2 separate regions of the Macaca mulatta genome follow, and region 2 is linked to region 1. The links are chromatin contacts, called in public Hi-C maps. All regions are on one chromosome and are shown on one strand. The core of a region is the stretch at or near the end of the contact, and the rest is flanking DNA. Distances in the headings are between cores, read along the strand shown. Region 1 holds the start of PYURF (PIGY upstream open reading frame). Region 2 holds the start of HERC3 (HECT and RLD domain containing E3 ubiquitin protein ligase 3).

Region 1 (4,632 bases), core at 861-3,360:
ACAGTGAAAAGGGACTAACTTTTAAAAGCCCAGTTCCAGTCCCATGATCCTATACTATCATCTACATTTAGCTTAGTATACTACGGGCAGAAATGAATCGTGTTACTAAGGGCTATTTAGGGACATTTTGCTTTGATATGTTGCAACTTAATACGCACATGGTGACAGTCATACATTCAGATGTTCCTTAAATATTGGTTGTTGATTTCTGGTGTTATAAATTTGAGGATGTTTTCAATACTTTGCTGTTACTCTCTATTCTTCCCCTAAATAAAGTAAACGGAATTGCCTCAAACGCTCTATGTGCAGGCAAACTGAAACTAATTTATTTATAACTGGTTAGAAAACCCAGTTGATAGAGGCATGTCAGCCAAGCTAGCTGAGGCTTAAGCGTGGGTGCCTTCCCCTACCCAACAAGGGCCAAGGGTTGGGCCCACTCAGTGCTGGCAGAAGTCAAGTGCTGTTTCTCCTTAAGCAGAAACTTATCTTTCCTACAGTTCACCCCTTCCCTTGAGCCCAAATTATCAACTGACTTCAACTGAAAATTAATTCCTGCTACTGCCCTAGTCGGAAATAGTGTGAAGGTAACATAGGAACTTTACAGTAGTTTCCCTTGAGGGTAAGTCCTGGTAACTGCCCTATTCTCTAGTCCGTTAGTGACTGGGGGGGTAAGTCCTGATAACTGCCCTATACTCTAGTCCCTTAGTGACTCTAATAACCGACTATGAAAGATTTCTTTGTGGGGGAAGGAAGGTGTGGCAACCGGAGACTTTCATTATCTCTTAAATATCTATCCAGTAGAAGTGTTTCCTTTTTGGTATCCTACAAACTACATTAACCTTAGAAAATCTCCTGAGCATTAGTGAACAAAGAACATCAAAAAATTAACTTTTTTTTTTAAAAAACAGGATGGCCCAAAAAACAAATAGACAAAAAATTAGGATGAACGCATAAACATTTCTCAATTTATTTTTACATTGGAGTGGGAGAGAAATTTGAAAATATAAACATATTTTCGTATTCTTTCCTTCTAGCCCCAGGAACTCAAAGTGTGAAATGATAATGCCCAGAGATGCAAAAAAAAGTTCAGGTTGATATTCAGCAGAACGGAGGGAAAAAATGGATGACTAACAAGAAACTTTGAGTCTTCGGACATGGAAAAACTAGATGACATAAAAATAAAAATAGACAACATTAATAGAGCACTAATTTGTGCCAGGCACTTTTCTAAATGTTCTTCGAATGCACAATCACATTTATCCCCTACCTTGACAGAACAAGGTAGGTACAATTATTAATCTTATACAGATAAGTAAAATGAGCAGTTAAGTCACTTGCCGAAGTAATCCGGCTACTAAACTGTGGACAGGAAACCAAGCTGTCAGGCCCCAGAGCCCAAGTTCCCATCTACTACACTGTAAGAAAGAGATCTAACATGCATCACTTCCTCGGAGAGTCGGAAGCAAACCTGGGATACAAATTCACTGAATGGATCACCCATTTGACTAACAGACATCTGCCTGTTACACAGTTATTTAGGCCCTTTGCGGCCTCCAAGCTCATTGATAGAAGTAAATTAGTTGTGCTTTATTACGCAAATACTTCACAATGACTGGGTCTCAGGCAGGAAGAATTTATATATTTTGGAGGGTCAGAGGCCTAGACCATTCCTTCCAGGTTCTCACTTTTTTAAATGAGACAGAAAGAAGTCAAACAAGATTACAGAAACTAATGGTATAGTAAAGACGTACATGAAACAAATGAACGCTTTCAATACATCCATGGCAATACATTCAATACAATACATGACAGTGTGTTTGAAACTTCACTTGGAGGTAACCACGTAGGTCCAAGCCTAACTCCCTACAACTCTGAGATCTGGCCACTGGCTTCCTAGCATCTCTGCCACAGGCCCCGGTGAAAGCCCAGACACCTCGACTTAAACACTGATTTAGTTTGTAGTCTGGTAAGGCGGCGGGGCACCCACTAGAGGCCTCAGCCCTGGGGCTGTCCTACGGCCTGCAGATGACGTCCGTGGGAAAAGCAGTCGGAGCAGGAGCACCCTCGGAACCAAAGCGCCCGCCCCGCCTACTCACCGGCAGCGTTTCCCAGAGCACCAGGGGGCGGGGCCTGGTCGGCTGGCTTGTACTACCGCGGAGCGAGGAGCTCGGCCCCGGCTGGCGGAGGCGCAGTGAGGCCTGGTCTCCGGCTGCCAGACCATGCTGAGCGGAGCACGCGGCAGGCTCGCCTCAGCGCTGCGGGGAACTAGCGCAGCGCGGTCCGCGGTCGCCTGTAGGTGTCTGCACGCGTCGGGCTCGCGGCCTTTGGCCGACCGGAGCAACGAGACGGAGGAGCCGCCCCGCGCCTTGGATCCGGCGCTGCTGGAGTTCCTGGTGTGCCCGCTCTCCAAGAAGCCGCTCAGGTGACTCGCTGGTCTTGGCCCTTCCTTCGCAGCCTCCCGGTGGGCGGAAAGGGAGTGGTGGACCGCGGCCTGTCTCAGCCACTGGGGACTTGTAGGTCGGTGAATACTCTCCGCTGCCATATTCTGGACTCTGTCCCCGCCGGTGCATGCACCTCCCCCTGCGGCGGGCAGAACGGGGGAGACCGGAGGCCAGGGGAGCCGCGTCCCACATCTCCCAGAGCACATAGCCAGCCTGCCGGAATGGCTCGAAGCGTTTTAGGCTTCGCGACCGGCTGCTCTTTGCAATCACCCGGGGACCGTTTTAAAAATGCCGATTCCCCTGCAGCCCCCAAGACGGGCAGACTTGGAATGCTCGGGGGTTGGGACCTGAACATTTGTATTTTCTTTTTTTCCTTTTAAGAGACAGGGTGCCCCCCTACGTTGCCCAGACTGGCCTAGAACTCCCACCTCAGCCTCCTCAGGAGTCGGGAGACAGGCGCCGCCCCCACGCCCAGCTTATTTGTGTTCTTAAATGGTCCCTAAATGATTTCTAACGTACCAGCAGGTTCTTGAATTACTGCGATTCAGGACAAGTCCAAAGCCATCCGGTTTTTAAGCCAAGATAATGAAAAGTATTTTACCCTCCAGATTCTTGTGAAAGTGTCTTGTACAACTGGTGCCTGACAATCTTAAGCAATTCAGCTGTGTATGCTGCCTGGTGGCTCTTAGTTGTGGCCTAGCAGATTTCTTAGAAGCCTCTTTAACCTAGTTTTTGGGAAGACAGCTCTACAGTTTCCAAGCTCCCAAAAATGGAATATTGACAACACTAACGCTAGTATTACAAATCGCATAAACGAAACACCAAAACGTTGTCAGTGGTTATCTTTGAGTGGTAGATTACTAGCAATTTTTCATATTTCTTTTTTCCCATAATAAACATATTCAGTTTTCTCAAACCTTGAAATTATTTGATTTGCGTTTATAACTAGCTCACGGCAGACTTACTGCTTTCCAAAGTTTCCTCATTTCTGCCCTCTCACCTTTTCCAGTGATTTCCTTCTAATGGATTAGTTAAGTTTTTCTACTTAGCATTTATTCTAAAACGAAGAAGTTGATTTTTCTCTAGTGTTTATTCCAGTAGTAAATTAACAGAGATGATTTGGGGGTTGACCAAAGTAATGAAGGAATATTTGGATAAGAGAGGGGGATCTTTTCTGACTAGTATGAAAAAAAAATTAAGGAATAACTTGTGAATAAGGTGAAAAAGAGAATATGAGAGAAACTGACTAAAATGGGAATAATTATAGATTCTAAGAGAATTTTTCTAAGATAAAAGGTTGAATTGGCTATCGTTGCTTTTAATTAAAGAAGACTATTCTGGGATTAACTCCATACCAAGAATTGGATAAATGGTGGTATTTGTTGAAAATCAGGCTCTTCAATTATTTTATTTTTCCACAACTCATTTTGTTCTTTTTTTTTTCCACCCCAGATATGAAGCATCAACAAATGAATTGATTAATGAAGAGTTGGGAATAGCTTATCCAATCATTGATGGGATTCCTAATATGATACCACAGGCAGCTAGGATGACGCATCAAAGTAAGAAGCAGGAAGAAGTGGAGCAGCGCTAGTTCATAATTAAAAAAACATAAAACGCAACAGCCAACTTTTCTTAGTACCATATACCTTTTAAAACACAGTGGCAGGTAATAAGTGGAAGAGAAGAATGTTTCTGTCTCTTCCTACATTGACTGTTCTTATTCCACTGGTTTCTTTAACAGGACTGTTCTACTCAGCCTCTGTGGAAGAAAACTTCCCACAGGGCTGCACTAGCACAGCCAGCCTTTGCTTTTACAGCCTGCTCTTGCCTATTACCATACCAGTGTATGTATTCTTCCACCTTTGGACTTGGATGGGTATTAAACTCTTCAGGCATAATTGATGCAACTAGAGTCAATATGCTGTATACATTAATGGTAGTTCTTGGGCATCTATCTCTGAAAGCTCAAATGGATGGAATTGAGTTTGTGGGAAAGAGGCTTTGCTTTGCGCATATCAGGCTTAGGACTGTGGGAAGCTTAAGTTGCAGGTGCTTCTTTTATTGTGCTCTTGTTCTGCCCTTGTTTTTTGAAGGCTCTGACTTATAACTGCTGTATCAGAAGAAACATTTTGACAGTGTCTTGTTGGAGATAAACATCCCTAATTGACATGTGATGACTATTTCTTAT
Region 2 (4,621 bases), core at 518-3,017, 60 kb before region 1:
TGTCTCCAGTAGGGGTACTACTACTCTCATTAAGTATAAAAAAAGTTTTTAATTGGTCATGAAAATCTTAATAAATTTAAATTTGGTCCTCAGAATGAAATGCTATAACGAATGGCTTCAACCACACAATATGGAACATTCTGAAATCCCTGTTTTTTTTTTCAAAAAGTAAACTCCAGCTACTGACTGAACAAATAGAACTGGATGCTAGTGCTAATGTGCTAATTTTGTTTTTCATGCCAAAGAAGCTCTGTCAAAGAGGTTTCTAACCTGTCCTCCTTGTTTCCTGCATTATACTTTTTACAGAAAGTTCCTAACCTTGAAGGGGGTACAACCATGATGTAGAATATGTAATTCAACTATTTTGCTTTGGAATATGCAATGTACTTTGCTTTTCTGATTTATAAGGCTACTCCCTCCTCTCCCAGGGTAAAGGAAAGTACAAAAGGAGAGAGCTTCACAGTACTCTGCCGACTAAAACATGATACCCTCTCTATCACTGCATTTAAAACTCATTTTATTTTTTTATTTCTCTCAAGTCTGGAGTTGAAAAATCAGCTCACTTGATCTTATCAAATCATCAAATAAAAGGTTCTAGAAATAGCTTCCTATTTGTGGAAAGCGCCAGAAGACACATAAAAATGGAAGAGAGCTCTTGAATCGTCTTTCCCAAAGCATTCTGTGCGTGATGAATGCAAGCAAAATCCTGGAAGGCTTTTCTCTGAATTTAAGGTACTTCCTAATGGGGCTGATTTGAAAGCTAATGTAAAATGCAATCAGAAAGCAGCCAGAAACAGTGACAGACCAACAGCAAAGTTCTAATACTTATTCCCTGGAGTTCACGCTGCATACACATATTCCGTGCACAGTCGCATTAGACACTGACTCTACAGGCTCACCTGTTTCAGGTTACACATGCTCCTCTCGGTCTGGTTGTCCTGGTTTGCCCACTCCACACATTCACAAATGACTCAAGTCTCACCTGCCCCCGGCCGTCCCAGCTCCTGACACCCCCGCGCCGGTTCGCACCGACGTGTCGGCGCACACACACACACCCGTACCCACGTGTCCGCACACACCCTCGCCTCCGGCCCCGCCCAGGAGGCGGACCCCGGAGAGGCGAGCCGGCCCGGCCTCCGCGAAGTGGGTGGTGCCGGGCCCCGCAGCCCCGCCGGCGCTGTCATCGCGGACGCCGTGCACCGCGTCCTCAGCGCAAACTCCTCGCGGCCGCCGAGGTTCCCCAAAATGCCAGGGCCTCGCCAGCTCCCATTTCAATTGAAAGCGTCCGCGCTCCTCACTGCACGGAGGTCCCTGGAACCCCAGAATTTAAATAAGGGCAGGGGTCAAGCATGGAGACTATCCTCCTTTTGACTTTCTGCGTCGCAATTCCTCCCGGGCGGCAGGGCGGCAGGGCGGCAGGGCTGCCGAGCGAGGGCGGGAGGCGCTCCCATTTTGAAGGCTTGTCTCGCCTTTCCCGGCGCGGGGCTCTCTGGCGGGAGGGCGAGCCCACTAGAACGCCAGGGAGGCGCACGCAGGGTCCTAAGGGCGCCGTGCCCCAACCTCCCCGCTCCCCAGCCCCAGGTCATCGCTGGAAGTGCCTGCAGCCGCTGCCGCCGGAGCCACGGGAGGAGCTGCAGCCGCCCCTCTGGGAGCCGCGCGCTGACGGCAGTGCCAGGCGGAACGCGGCCCCGGGCGACGGCAGCTCCGCCGTACCCTCCTCCCTGGAACCCCGGCCCCCGCCCTGCGCACCTCGGCAGCAGCCGAACCGCAGCTTGGGACTCCGACTGTCACAGCGCCTCTCGCCCGGCTCGGGGTTTCTCCGTTTTCGGCGTCACAATAATAAGGAAGTTTCCCCGCAAGCCTGCGGGCGGCGGAATGCGCTAGGTGAATGACTTCGCACCAGGCCAATGGGCGCCGCTCTGGGGAGGACCCGCACCAATGGCGGCCGCCGTGGTGCGGGCTGGAGGCGGGGCGGCGAGGTCCGAGGGCGGGAGGAGGGGAGAGGCCCAGGCCCCAGAACCAGGCGCAGGCGGCCCGAGGTGACAGGACTCTAGGGCCCGGCGCGGGGACAGCGGCACGGGTGTGTCAGCCGAGATCGGACTGCATGACATAGAGCGTTGGCGCTGAAAAAGATTGCTTTTCACTGGCGGGGAAGCGAACGGGACCGATCAGCGGTTGCCTTTTCAGGTTCTGGGCTCTGGTTTTTATTATTTATGCAGAGGTGACCGAAAGCCTTGGGCAGTGGGGGGAAGAAAGCTAGAGGGTGACAATTGAGGGAGAGTGCGCTAGTCTTCTGCTTTACTCCCCTTCGTAGGACTGTAGGAAGCGCGGCGCCGGCCGGCGGCGCTGCGCGGTGGGAGAGGCGGGGAAGGAGGTCCGCGGCAGCCGCCGGCGCCCTTCTGAAGAGGTGGGGATCGAAGACCGGCGCGGGGCTGCGGAAGAAAGGCGGGCTTGGGGGAGGCTGGAGGGTGGACGCGGGGGGAGCATAGCAAGAAGAGTCTCTGAGCACCAGTTCTTAAAATCTTGTAGTCTGAAAGACACCGATACCCAGTAACGGATTTTTTTAAAGTTTGTCCTCTTCCACTTTTCCCTAGCGCGCCGAATCCCAGAGCTTCCTCCTCCTCAAGGTCACTAGTGTTTTTATACTTGCCCTAGTCCTGATCTGATCCACAGCTAATCTTTTGCAGAAAACCTCAGAAAGCTGACTTCATGTGTCTGCCCCCTTTAAATGTGAAATGCAGAACACTGGCACAGTACCGCTTGAATCCAAAGGAATAGACTCTCCTAGTGGAAGAATTTCCATAACCTGGCATTTGAACCAGGAAGGCCTTTTGAGGACAGATTATTTCTAAGGACATTCAAATCACCTCAGGTCTGCAATCCCTTGTCCTGAGAACCTAACAGACCAAGTAGAAAAGAAAGTTTCAAGGAGTGGTATATCCTGGGGATGAGACGTTGTTGGCTGACTGACAGTGTTGAGCCCTCTGTGAAATAATGGAAATTGTCCAGTACACTGAGACAAGAAAGCTAAAAAAGCAGAATCTAAGTTATCACATCATCTAAGAAAAAATACAAACCTTTGAAATTTGGATCACACTGGACACCTTTAGAAACACTGGGAATGGCCAGGCATGGTGGCTCATGCCTGTAATCTCAGCGCTTTGGGAGGCCAAAGTGGGTGGATCACTTGAGGTCAGGAGTTCGAGACCAGCCTGGCCAACATGGTGAAACCTTGTCTCTACAAAAAAAAATACCAAAATTAGCCGAGCATGGTGGTGTGCGCCTGTAGTCCCAGCTACTCGGGAGGCTGAGGCAGGAGAATCGCTGGAACCTGGAAGGCAGAGGTTGCAGTAAACTGAAATTGAGCTACTGTACTTACTCCAACCTGGGCGACAGAGTGAAACCTTGTCACAAAAAGAAAAAAGAAACACTGGGGACAAGAGTAACACAATTCACCTATATTCCAGATACATGGCAGTTTCACAAAAGTTTAGTCTATTACAAAGATGCAATCCCAATTTAGAGATGCTGTTGGCAAAAAACTGGTGAAACGCCCAAAGAGGAGTCTGGTAGGAAGAGGAAGGAGTCCGGTACTTGCAAAGGAGAAAGTGAGAGATCCTATTGTTATGTGTCACATATGAGGTTTGTAATCAATCAGTGTTTGGGTTGGTATGTCTGGCCTGTGGCTCAAGTGTTTTTCTTTTTCTTTTCTTTTTTTTTTTTTTTTTTTGATACGGAGTCTCGCACTGTCTTCTGGGATGGAGTGCAATGGCGCGATCTCTGCTCACTGCAACATCCACCTTTTGGGCTTAAGCAATTCCCCCGCCTCAGCCTCCCGAGTAGCTGGGATTACGGGCACCCACCACCACACTCAGCTCATTTTTGTATTTTTAATAGAGGCAGGAATTCACCATGTTGGCCAGGCCGGTTTACTCCTGACCTCAAATGATCCTCCCACCTCGGCCTCCCAAAGTGCTGGGATTACAGGCGTGTGCCACCGCTCCGGCCAGCTCAAGTGTGTTTCATATGAAATTTCATCTTGAGGAAAAGGATGGTTATCAAGGACTCAAGCCTAGACCATGGGGTAGGAGCGATGTATAAATAACAAGTTAGGATACTGTAAGCTGCTTTTACCAAATAAATAGCCAAACCCTGGGAACTTACATAGAACTTACACAGAACATTAAAGATACCGCAGTACTTCAATTTATTTTTTTTTCACTGGGCCAACGTATAATGGCAATTTCCTTAGCAAATATGTCCCGCTTCAAAATGGCTTTAAATGGCTCCAGTATCAACAATAGCCTTAACAGCAGATATGTAAACTTTTGAAGAGGTCATGGTTTACTTTTTCTTTCCATTTCTATAGCCCTGTCTTCCATCCATTTCGTTCTGCATTCTCATATATTCTCTAACAAACATACTATATCCTGAGCACCTACAATAATGTCAGCTCCCGTGAATACATTGGTAAGCAAAACAGTACAGTCTTTGTTGCCATGAAAGGGGAGACAAACATTAACCAAATAATTGTACCAAGGAATGTATACTTGCTAACCTATATAAATTTTATAAAAGAAAAACATTCATGTTAAAAATAAAAGGCTTAATAAATTCTAGG

Evidence for each region. Hi-C and Micro-C count contacts between places; a contact is called where the count stands out from the background.
Region 2: a Hi-C map of liver shows a contact between it and region 1, with 2.9 times the contacts expected there. The contact joins the promoter of HERC3 here to the promoter of PYURF in region 1. A contact is called at or near these places in 4 of 14 Hi-C or Micro-C datasets (blood, fetal cortex germinal zone, fibroblasts and 1 more).

What each region holds. Positions count from the first base shown.
Region 1 is chr5:97,843,547-97,848,178 of T2T-MMU8v2.0, reverse strand. PYURF (PIGY upstream open reading frame) reads left to right here and starts at 2,110. Exons shown (of 2, transcript NM_001261568.1): 1 at 2,110-2,422; 2 at 3,894-4,632. The coding sequence starts at 2,220. The coding sequence ends at 4,035. It overlaps PIGY (phosphatidylinositol glycan anchor biosynthesis class Y), which reads left to right and starts at 2,131. Exons shown (of 2, transcript NM_001265768.1): 1 at 2,131-2,422; 2 at 3,894-4,632. The coding sequence starts at 4,131. The coding sequence ends at 4,346.
Region 2 is chr5:97,903,398-97,908,018 of T2T-MMU8v2.0, reverse strand. HERC3 (HECT and RLD domain containing E3 ubiquitin protein ligase 3) reads right to left here and starts at 1,767. Exons shown (of 26, transcript NM_001261366.1): 1 at 1,750-1,767. LOC144329425 (a long non-coding RNA gene) reads left to right here and starts at 2,016. Exons shown (of 2, transcript XR_013417234.1): 1 at 2,016-2,187.